Linked DNA regions of Sus scrofa: all the other regions are linked to region 2. The links are chromatin contacts, called in public Hi-C maps. All regions are on one chromosome and are shown on one strand. The core of a region is the stretch at or near the end of the contact, and the rest is flanking DNA. Distances in the headings are between cores, read along the strand shown. Region 1 overlaps LOC106510388 (a long non-coding RNA gene). Region 2 overlaps LOC106510390 (a long non-coding RNA gene). Region 3 overlaps SLC38A4 (sodium-coupled neutral amino acid transporter 4).

Region 1 (2,846 bases), core at 63-2,562, 210 kb before region 2:
TGCTATTTCTTTGGGCCGCTCCCGTGGCATATGGAGGTTCCCAGGCTAGGGGTCTAATCGGAGCTGTAGCCACCGGCCTACGCCAGAGCCACAGCAACTCGGGATCCGAGCCGCGTCTGCAACCTACCCATAGCTCACGGCAACGCCGGATCGTTAACCCACTGAGCAAGGGCAGGGACCGAACCCGCAACCTCATGGTTCCTAGTCGGATTCGTTAACCACTGCGCCACAACGGGAACTCCCCCTCTCCTCTTTGATAACCATAAGTTTGTTTTCTATGTCTGTGAGTCCATTTCTGCTTTGTAGATAGGTGTATCTGCATCATTTTTTAGATTCCGCATGTAAGTGATTTCATATGATATTTGTCTTTCTCTGACTAACTTTTATGGTAATCTCTAAGTCCATCTATGTGGCTGCAGATGGCACAGTTTCATTCTTTTTTATGACTGAATAAATATTCTTTTAAATAAAAGATGTATTTGTGCAGATATAATCACTCACAGAGCATTTCCGGCTGTTGTTTCAGTCTCAAATCTGAATGACCTCGGGGTCAATAAAAGGGTAACATTTAACCATTGAGTGAGAGTGTTCTCATTTAAGCTGATGGTTTTAAACCTCGGCTTGCTGAAAATACAGGAAAGATGAAGTATGAAGAATATGTACATCTAGGCGCGCCTGTTTCTTTGGTGTCTTATGTGTGTAACTAAGAAGCAGGAACTCAGATGAGTGAATTGCAGTCTTGATGGCATGCTTTGAGAAAACCAAAACGGCATTTCTCTTTTGTCAGGACCACACGTAGGCAAATTAATTGCCCAATTAAGGAAAGGTTGATTGAAGGTGAGGAAGGTTGCACTGTTCCTGACCTTATTGCTCAAGAAGTTTGTTTAACAGGCTTCATGGTAGCAGGCGGGGCTGGGGGGCAAGGGACTGACTCTAGGTATTACTGGGCAGCTGCCAAAGACAGCTAATACAATAAAATAGCTCAAGTGCCTAATGCCATGAGGTACAAGACGGACGTGTTGGGGCTCATGGTTTTAGTACAGCAAACTAATTACCATATACGTAATTTCTAGTTTTATGTCAGGGACCGTTTATGCAGCATCTAGTGCTTTTCCAGATTATCTCACCCTGGAATCTGCACATTAATAGAGGTGATATTTTATTACAAAAAAAGATTGAATCTGACGATGATCTCAGACACTGGAGGAAACAGCTGTCCCACTGTACATGTGATTTTTCATCCTTCTTAGGAACTGGTCTTCTTCCACTTCCTCTGCCATTCATTTCTACCCATGAGCTTTGGCCCTGCTGACCCTGCTTACGTGGCTCAGCCGCCCACAGCTCTGACGTCATGGCAAAACATTCTATGCCCTCTGCCAGGAGCCTGTGCCAAGGGCACACTTCCCTGGTGAGAATCCACCCTGCTTTGACTCTTGAGGGCAGCAGTCTCTGCCAACTGCTACTCTTGTGAAAAGAACTCCTTTTTAGAGCACGTAGTTTGCTTGGCTTTTCTACAGTGATCTAGTCACAAACTCTCTGTGACAGCTCCACCTTGAGTACCCCCTTTGGGGATTCAGAAGAGCGAGGGTTGCATTTGGATTCGAACTACAACATTCTTTGAGCTTTTATACTGGCCTCCAGTCTGGTATAAACAGTGATTTTGTGCTGGCTGAGTAGGGTTTTCTCACCTGTTTTGGCTGCAAACTCAGGGGAAACATGGACTCTGGGCCCACAAGCAAGATCACCATCATGACAGTTGGTAACCAGGATTCTGGGCTTACTTGCAAAGCCATTTATCATGTGCTGAACGGTTTCTTCCTCACAATCATTCTATGAGATGGCTATGATTATTCCCATTTTGTGGTCAAGGAAACTGAGACTGAGCAAGATTAACCTACTCAAAGTCACTTGTATATGGTAGAGGCAGGATTCCAACCAAGTTAGTTTGAGTCCAAAGCCACGTTCATACCTCCTCATACGTTCTCCTAGACAAGCCATTTGTCCTTGGGTCATGCGGGGAATCCTGGAAGATCAGGTATCGCATGTGCTCACACACATAGTCCAGCTTTACTCCCGATCAGATGTGGGATTAGTGCTTGTGGAGCTCACTGAGAGGTGTCTCTGCTCTGCTTAGGGTGCCACGTCTCTCCAATAGACAGCCCTCTCTTGATGTCTCACCTGTGATGGGTGGCACTAATGAGGAGTCTTCATCAGGCTAATTGCCCACTGCAAGAAAGGATATTGCCTCTACCCCATCCACCTAAGGACCACTCTCCAAAAGGGAGGTCAAGACATTTCCCTAAAGGGCAGGGCCTGCTGGATGCCTTTTTGGACGGAGTGGAAGACATGTTTCCCATCTCAGTCTCATCTTATGTGGGAGTCTGATTTAAGGCTTTGCTTGCAGGCAGTGCTGTAGTTCTGGTGTGTGGGTGAAACTGCCTTAAGAGGACAGCTTCCTTTGTCCATGGATGCTTCCCTTCACCCACTTGATATATAAGATGGAATCTCTTTTCCAGATTCCTCTCTATAGTAAGTAAGGTTCTAGTCTAGATATAATTAATTAATTAATTAATTTTTAAGAAAAAGTTCTAAGTCAATAGACTTTTTATTGTATCTTAAAACATCTCAAATGAGTCTGAAGAATCATCTGGCATTTTGCTGTTTCCGTAACTGGACAACTCAGATCTTACTCATCAGCCTGCTGAACTTTTCCTTTTTCAGAAACGTAGATGACCATCCAAAATTTTTCTGATATCCTTGTTCTTAACTGCTGTGGCTCGCTGAATCAAAGCAGCTGAATTTCATACAAGTTCCATGTTGTTTCCTTCAAGAATTGACTCATCTTT
Region 2 (3,136 bases), core at 70-2,569:
ATCTGGAAGGACATCGGCTTTATCACAGGGTGAGATTCCTTAATCATCAAGAATTGGAAATGATGAGTAAGGTGCTAGAATTGTGCTTGTCACCTTGAATGCTCTCGTTAAAGAGGATATTATTTTATTATATAAATTGTCACCCATGTGGCCCCCTGGGCCTTCGTGGTTGATCAAATCAAGGTTTCTCGAAACGGATATGACCTGAGTCAAGAGCATGAGCAGCTGAGTCAACGAGTATTTATAAAAGTCTCCACTAGCAACACGGTGCTGCTGGATTAGACATCGTTGTTCACACAGCAAAAACGTAAACCTTCTAGTCATTAAAAACTTGCCGTCATGTGTGATAAGACAGGTTAACCAAACCGTTTATGGAAATTCATGTTTTAAAATTTATAGATAGGTCTGTAGTGGAAAAAAAAGTTTGGCCATGACCCCTAGATGTTTCTCCTTTTCAGTGATCCAGGCGAGGCTAATAATTCACTCCTAGGGTTTTGAAGTTATTTATTTGCCTTTGGGTCTGGGGCATTCCCATTTGTGATCAATGCTAAGGAGGAAGCGAATTCATGACTTGATTCATACAGATAAGCCTGTAAGGGGAAGAGTGGGCAACAATTACCTCTGCTTCTAATCAGATGTATTCAGCTCTCCGGTTCTCTTTGCTCACGTGGGCAGCAAGGTGTTCTGGTGAAGTTTGCAAATACCCTCACTTTTGCTCTTTGCTCCCTTTTTCTTTCTGTTATCGCCTTGCCCTCTGCGCTCTGCTCCCTCTTGTCACCTCTGAGGTCCGCCTGTCACCCCACTGCCCTTCAGAACTCTTTTCCTTGAAGCCTTTCCAAACAGGTGCTGTCTTGCTTCACTCTCCACCGTCATTCTGCTAACCCCTGGGTCTTATAGATGTTCCCTGTTCTGAACACTGACGCATCTGTCTTTATATAGCCCTGACTGCCTTGGCATTTCCATGCTCCTCACTCTGTGTTTGCCAGCGCTTATCCCAACTCTTCCAGGAGCACTGGGGATCCCGCCCCTGTCACCTTTCATGTAGCACTTTGCGTTGTTTGTTATGGATTAAAGGACTCACAGAGGCCAAGAATAAAGGGTGTATTGGGGGGAGCTCTCAATACACTTGTGTTTTGCTTTTCAGCCATTCTCAGCTGAATGTCTAATCTGATGTCTTATTAGTAACTGGAAATTTAATAGGCAGAGTTCTGAGTTCTTTCTTGTAGGAATGTGTGCAAGTTTGGACTAGTGGATGAGTCACAGACTTGGAGGAGTTTAAAAGCCGTGGTTTAGTGAAAAGCCAGAGAGCGAGAGAGAGGAAGAGAGAGAGAGAGAGAGTTAGAGTTAGGAAGCCCTGCATGCAGAACCCAGGAAGTGAGGCCTTGCAAGCCGTTTGTAACACGCAAGGAACTCTCCGCCTTGATGTGGTGCAGACGGCAGGGGCAAGAGTAGAGCACCCTTAGGCTGTCTGAGGGGAGAATGAAGGAAAAGGGAACAAAAATATTCTTTCTTTCCCAGCCTGGCTCAGTCAGTGGTAGTGCTACCTGGGACCACTTCGTCACCCTCTTACTGTGTCCAGACACTATGTTATTTAAAAATACCAAAAAACAAAAAACAAACAAAAAAGCGCCATCTCCTTTCATCCTCACAAACCACTTCTGAGGAATTTTCACAGTTTTACAGAGTAGGATGCAGAAGCCCAAGGTCACACATTAGCAAAGCGTAGAGTCAGGCTATGCATCCAGGTCTGCCTAAACTTCAGGCCTCTCTAAATCTTGTCCTGACCTATGACCCTGTTCATTTTGACTTTGATCTTTTTTTTTTTCCCTTTGAGGGGAGAAAGGAATTTTTTTTTTTTTTTTTTTTTTTTTTTTTTTTTTTTTTTTTAGCAGATGAGAATTGGCCTTCTGTCTGGGACTTCCCCTGCTAGCAGGTTCTCAGGACATTTTTGCTGAATGAGTGAGTCTGTTCCAGTGGCTCTGGGATGGAGCATGAATGGAGCAGTGCAGTGTCTGGGAAGGAGGCCTCTCTTACTAGCTGTGTGGTTTAAGGCAAGTCCCTTCAACTCTATGGGCCTCAGAATGCTCCCTTTATTTATTTGTTTATTTATTTTTTGTCTTTTCAGGGCCGCACCTGCGGCATATGGAGGTTCCTAGGCTAGGGGTCTAATCAGAGCTGTAGCCACCAGCCTACACCACAGCCACAGCAACGTCAGATCCAAGCCGCGTCTTCAACCTACACCACAGCTCATGGCAATGCTGGATCCTTAACCCACTGAGCGAAGCCAGGGATCGAACCTGCAACCTCATGGTTCCTAGTCAGATTTGTTTCCCCTGCGCCACGACAGGAACTCTGAGTGCTTCCTTTAAAACTTAAGGTGGCTAGGGACAGACAGTGTGACCTCTTCAATGCCAACTCTTATGAGACGTGGGGAAAAGGCTGCCATAGCCTTTTGGTCACGTGTGTCACAGTAAAAGAGGGGAGACAGAATCATCCATCCATGCCTGGGATTCAGGAATTCTGCTCTCTCTTTTTAATCTCTGAAACCTATTTAAAAAATTTTTTTTAGGGCTGTACCTGCAGCATATGGAAGTTCCCAGGCTAGGGGTCGAATCTGAGCCACAGCTGCTGGCCTATACCACAGCCACAGCAATGCAGAATCTGAGCCATGTCTGCGACTTACACTACAGCTCATGGCAATGCCAGATCCTTAACCAATGAGCAAAGCCAGGGATGGAACCCTCATCGTCACAGATCCTAGTTGGATTTGTTACCACTGAGCCACAAGGGAACTCCTATTTTTGTGATTTATGGTAAACTTGGCCATTTTCCTGCACCATTTCTCCCATTTGTTAAGGAGCTATAACGACACATGCATCCTTCCTTTCTTCATATATTTTGTTTTGATCCTTAAAGATTCATAGAAGATGAAAATCTAGTAATAATGTAATGAGTCTTAATGATTATAAAAAGTCCACAGACATCCTCCAATGAAAATTCAGCTGTAACATCTTCCTCAATCAGGGAAATGCTGAATGGTGACAGCATTTAATGTTCTGGTTTAACTACAGAGCCTTTAATGTCATGAAAATATCAGTGCTTATAGCAGTTGAAGAAAGGCATCAAGAAAATCATC
Region 3 (2,914 bases), core at 189-2,688, 230 kb after region 2:
GACAGGGGGCTGGACACACTTTTATGTCATCCATCACTACCCTGGAGGCTAGGTTCACGTAGCCAAGATCCTCACCCAAACTGAAGTTCACGGCACATGTCGGCCAGGAGAAGTCTGTGCTTTTTATAGAAAAGGCAGTTTACACATCTCTAGAAAGGGCAAGATTCATTTGGAGACTGTTTTCCTTAGCATTCCTGCTGTGAGCTGTGCACGCCTGGTTGAGCTCATCCCGTGCCAGTCCCTGTGTCTACCCCTAACCTCCAGGGACTTGTAACCAGAGGAAAAAGTGGACAGTATACAGGACATCTCAATATAACACTGTAAGGGTGAAACAGAACTCCATGCAAAGTGTTTCAAATCTGCTAATGGGGAGTGAAAGTACATAATACAGGAGAGCAGTTGTTTTTCTGAAATTTGGTTCTAATGATCAGTTTTGGTTCGAATGGGCATCTGATGGGAATTGTTTCTGAACTATCATGGCAAGTACATCTAATGGGAAATGTGTCGCCATTCCTGATGGTCGGGTTTATGTCCATGCCTTATCTGTTTCACCGGGGAAGCATTTCTACGAGAGATCTGTATTGTTTTTTTGTTTGTTTTGTTTTTTGCTTTTTAGGGCCACATAGGTGGCATATTCAGGCTAGGGGTTGAATCAGAGCTACAGCTACGGTCTACACCCCAGCCACAGCAATGTGGGATCTGAGCCACATCTGCAACCTACACCTCAGCTCATGGCAACACCAGATCCTTAACCCACTGAGCGAGGCCAAGGTTTGAGCCTGAATCCTCATGGATCCTAGTCAGGTTCACTACCACTGAGCCACAGTGGAACTCCCAAGATCTGGATTGTTAATGTTGACAGGAATGATCCTCACTAAATGAAAGACTGACTCTCACTTCCCGTTTTCTCATTACCATGACCACCAGTGGGTCATGCTCTGAGCAGTGCACTAGTTCAACTCTTACCAACTAGCTGTGTAACCACAGCCAAGTCCATTAATCTCCTGAGACCACGACTTGAAAGCACTGTGCTTAGGGCTTATGAACAAAGCAGTACAGAAACACACAACAGAGTTCTTTAATGAAATACTGTGACTCGACAATGATATGAGGGCCCACTGTGTCCCCAAATGTAATCATTAATATCTTATTTTACACATGAAAAATAAGGGCTCCAGATATTTTTTCCTTGGCAATGCTGTTTGCTTGGCAATTTTACCCTGTGGTACACTTTCTGTCTACAGCTGTCTTCTGCCTTGTACCCACAATGGCGCTGATTTTAGATGAAAGCTATGTGCATGTTATTTGAAATACTTTCAGATGTATGAGAGGAAAGACATTCTTTAAAAGTAAACTCTTAGCCGCCATAGTAATAAGGATCTGATTTCATGCACTCATGAGAAAGGAATGTGCCAGAAAATATTTCAGCACACAAGCTGCATTTAAAGTGACCACAGTGTCATTATATGAGTCGTCCTCATCTACTTGGCTCCGTATGGAACATTCTGTACAGGACAGGACTGGTTACTGTGTTGCTTATGCCCCCCCCCAACTCCTGTGAAATGAATGGTAAATTCAGTGTTTATGAAAGGAGAAGAGTTGGCAGGAAAGTGCAGGCTTGTGTTTATCCATAGGTGGTGGTTTTAACTCGTGCTGCCCCAATTTCCATGACCAGCCTGAGTAGATCCCAGAATAACTGATGCCAATGGCAAAAGTCCTGCAGGGACCATACTCCTACAAGTCCAGCAAGAGGGTCTGTGTCAATCTTGGGGGCAGCAGAAGAGACATATGATGGATAATATGGTTGTTTTTCAAGAAATTTGGTTCTGGCATGTAATTTACTTAACATGACTCTCCTCATTAGCCTTCAAGGAATCAGATTAAATGAGGTTACTTTGGGATGTTAAGGTAGCACAAGAAACTAGGGGGAAGACATGAAATACCTTCAGAACTGTGGTGAAAATGCAATTATGTTTAGAAAGTTGATGCAGTTTGCGCTTTAAAATTTAAGAAGTAAGAAGACATAACGGATGGCCAAAAAACACATGAAAAGATGCTCAACATCACTAATTATTAGAGAAATGCAAATTGAAACTACTATGAGGTACCACCTTACACCAGCCATCACCAAAAAGTCTACAAATAATAAATGTTAGAGAGGGTGTGGAGAAAAGGGAACACTTCTACACTGTTGGTGGGAATGTAAGTTGGTGCAACCTCTATGGAAAACAGTACAGAGGTTCCTCAAAACTCTAAAAATAGAACTACAATATGATACAGCAATCCCACTCCTGGGCATATATCCAGAGAAAACCATAATTTGTAAAGATACATGCACCCCAGTGTTCATGGCAGGTCTATTCACAATAGCCAAGACAGGGAAGCAACCTAAATGTCCATCAACAGAGGAATGGATGAAGAAGATGTGGTACATGTATACAATGGAACATCACTCAGTCATATAAAAGAATGAAATAAGGCCATTTGCAGGAACGTGGATGGATCTAGAAACTATCATACTAAGTGAAGCTAGTTAGTGAACGACAAACATCATATGATATCACCTATATGTGGAATCTAAAAAAAAAAAAAAAGGATACAAATGAACTTATTTGTAGAACAGAAACAGGCTCACAGACTTTGAAAAACTTATGGTTACCAATGGGGACAGGTTGGGGGTGAGGTGGGAGGGATGGACTGGGGATTTGGTTTGGGATTGGCATATGCACATTGACGTTTATAGAACGACTGACCAGCAGGGACCTGCTGTATAGCACAGAGAACTCTACCCAGTAGTCTATGATAATCTATGTGGGAAAAGAATCTGAGAGAGAATGGATATGTGTCTATGCATGACTGGGTCACTTTGTTGTACAGCAGAAATTATCACAGCCTTGTAAATTAACTATATGTT

What was found. A called contact is a pair of places that touch in the nucleus more often than the background predicts.
Region 1: a contact with region 2 is called in a Hi-C map of liver, with 3 times the contacts expected there. A contact is called at or near these places in 4 of 47 Hi-C or Micro-C datasets (embryonic fibroblasts, liver and skeletal muscle) and 1 of 2 datasets of targeted methods (alveolar macrophages).
Region 3: a contact with region 2 is called in a Hi-C map of skeletal muscle, with 3 times the contacts expected there. A contact is called at or near these places in 3 of 47 Hi-C or Micro-C datasets (psoas muscle and skeletal muscle) and 1 of 2 datasets of targeted methods (skeletal muscle).

Annotation. Positions count from the first base shown.
Region 1 is chr5:76,984,284-76,987,129 of Sscrofa11.1, forward strand. The region is part of intron 2 of LOC106510388 (a long non-coding RNA gene); the gene reads left to right. It also overlaps the pseudogene LOC110260813. Among named protein-coding and RNA genes, the nearest start is that of SLC38A1, 91 kb to the right of the region's middle.
Region 2 is chr5:77,193,527-77,196,662 of Sscrofa11.1, forward strand. The region is part of intron 1 of LOC106510390 (a long non-coding RNA gene); the gene reads left to right. The region is part of intron 1 of LOC102160630 (a long non-coding RNA gene); the gene reads right to left. Among named protein-coding and RNA genes, the nearest start is that of SLC38A2, 69 kb to the left of the region's middle.
Region 3 is chr5:77,420,858-77,423,771 of Sscrofa11.1, forward strand. The region is part of intron 13 of SLC38A4 (sodium-coupled neutral amino acid transporter 4); the gene reads right to left. All of the region lies in intron 12 of LOC106510390 (a long non-coding RNA gene), which reads left to right. Among named protein-coding and RNA genes, the nearest start is that of SLC38A4, 67 kb to the right of the region's middle.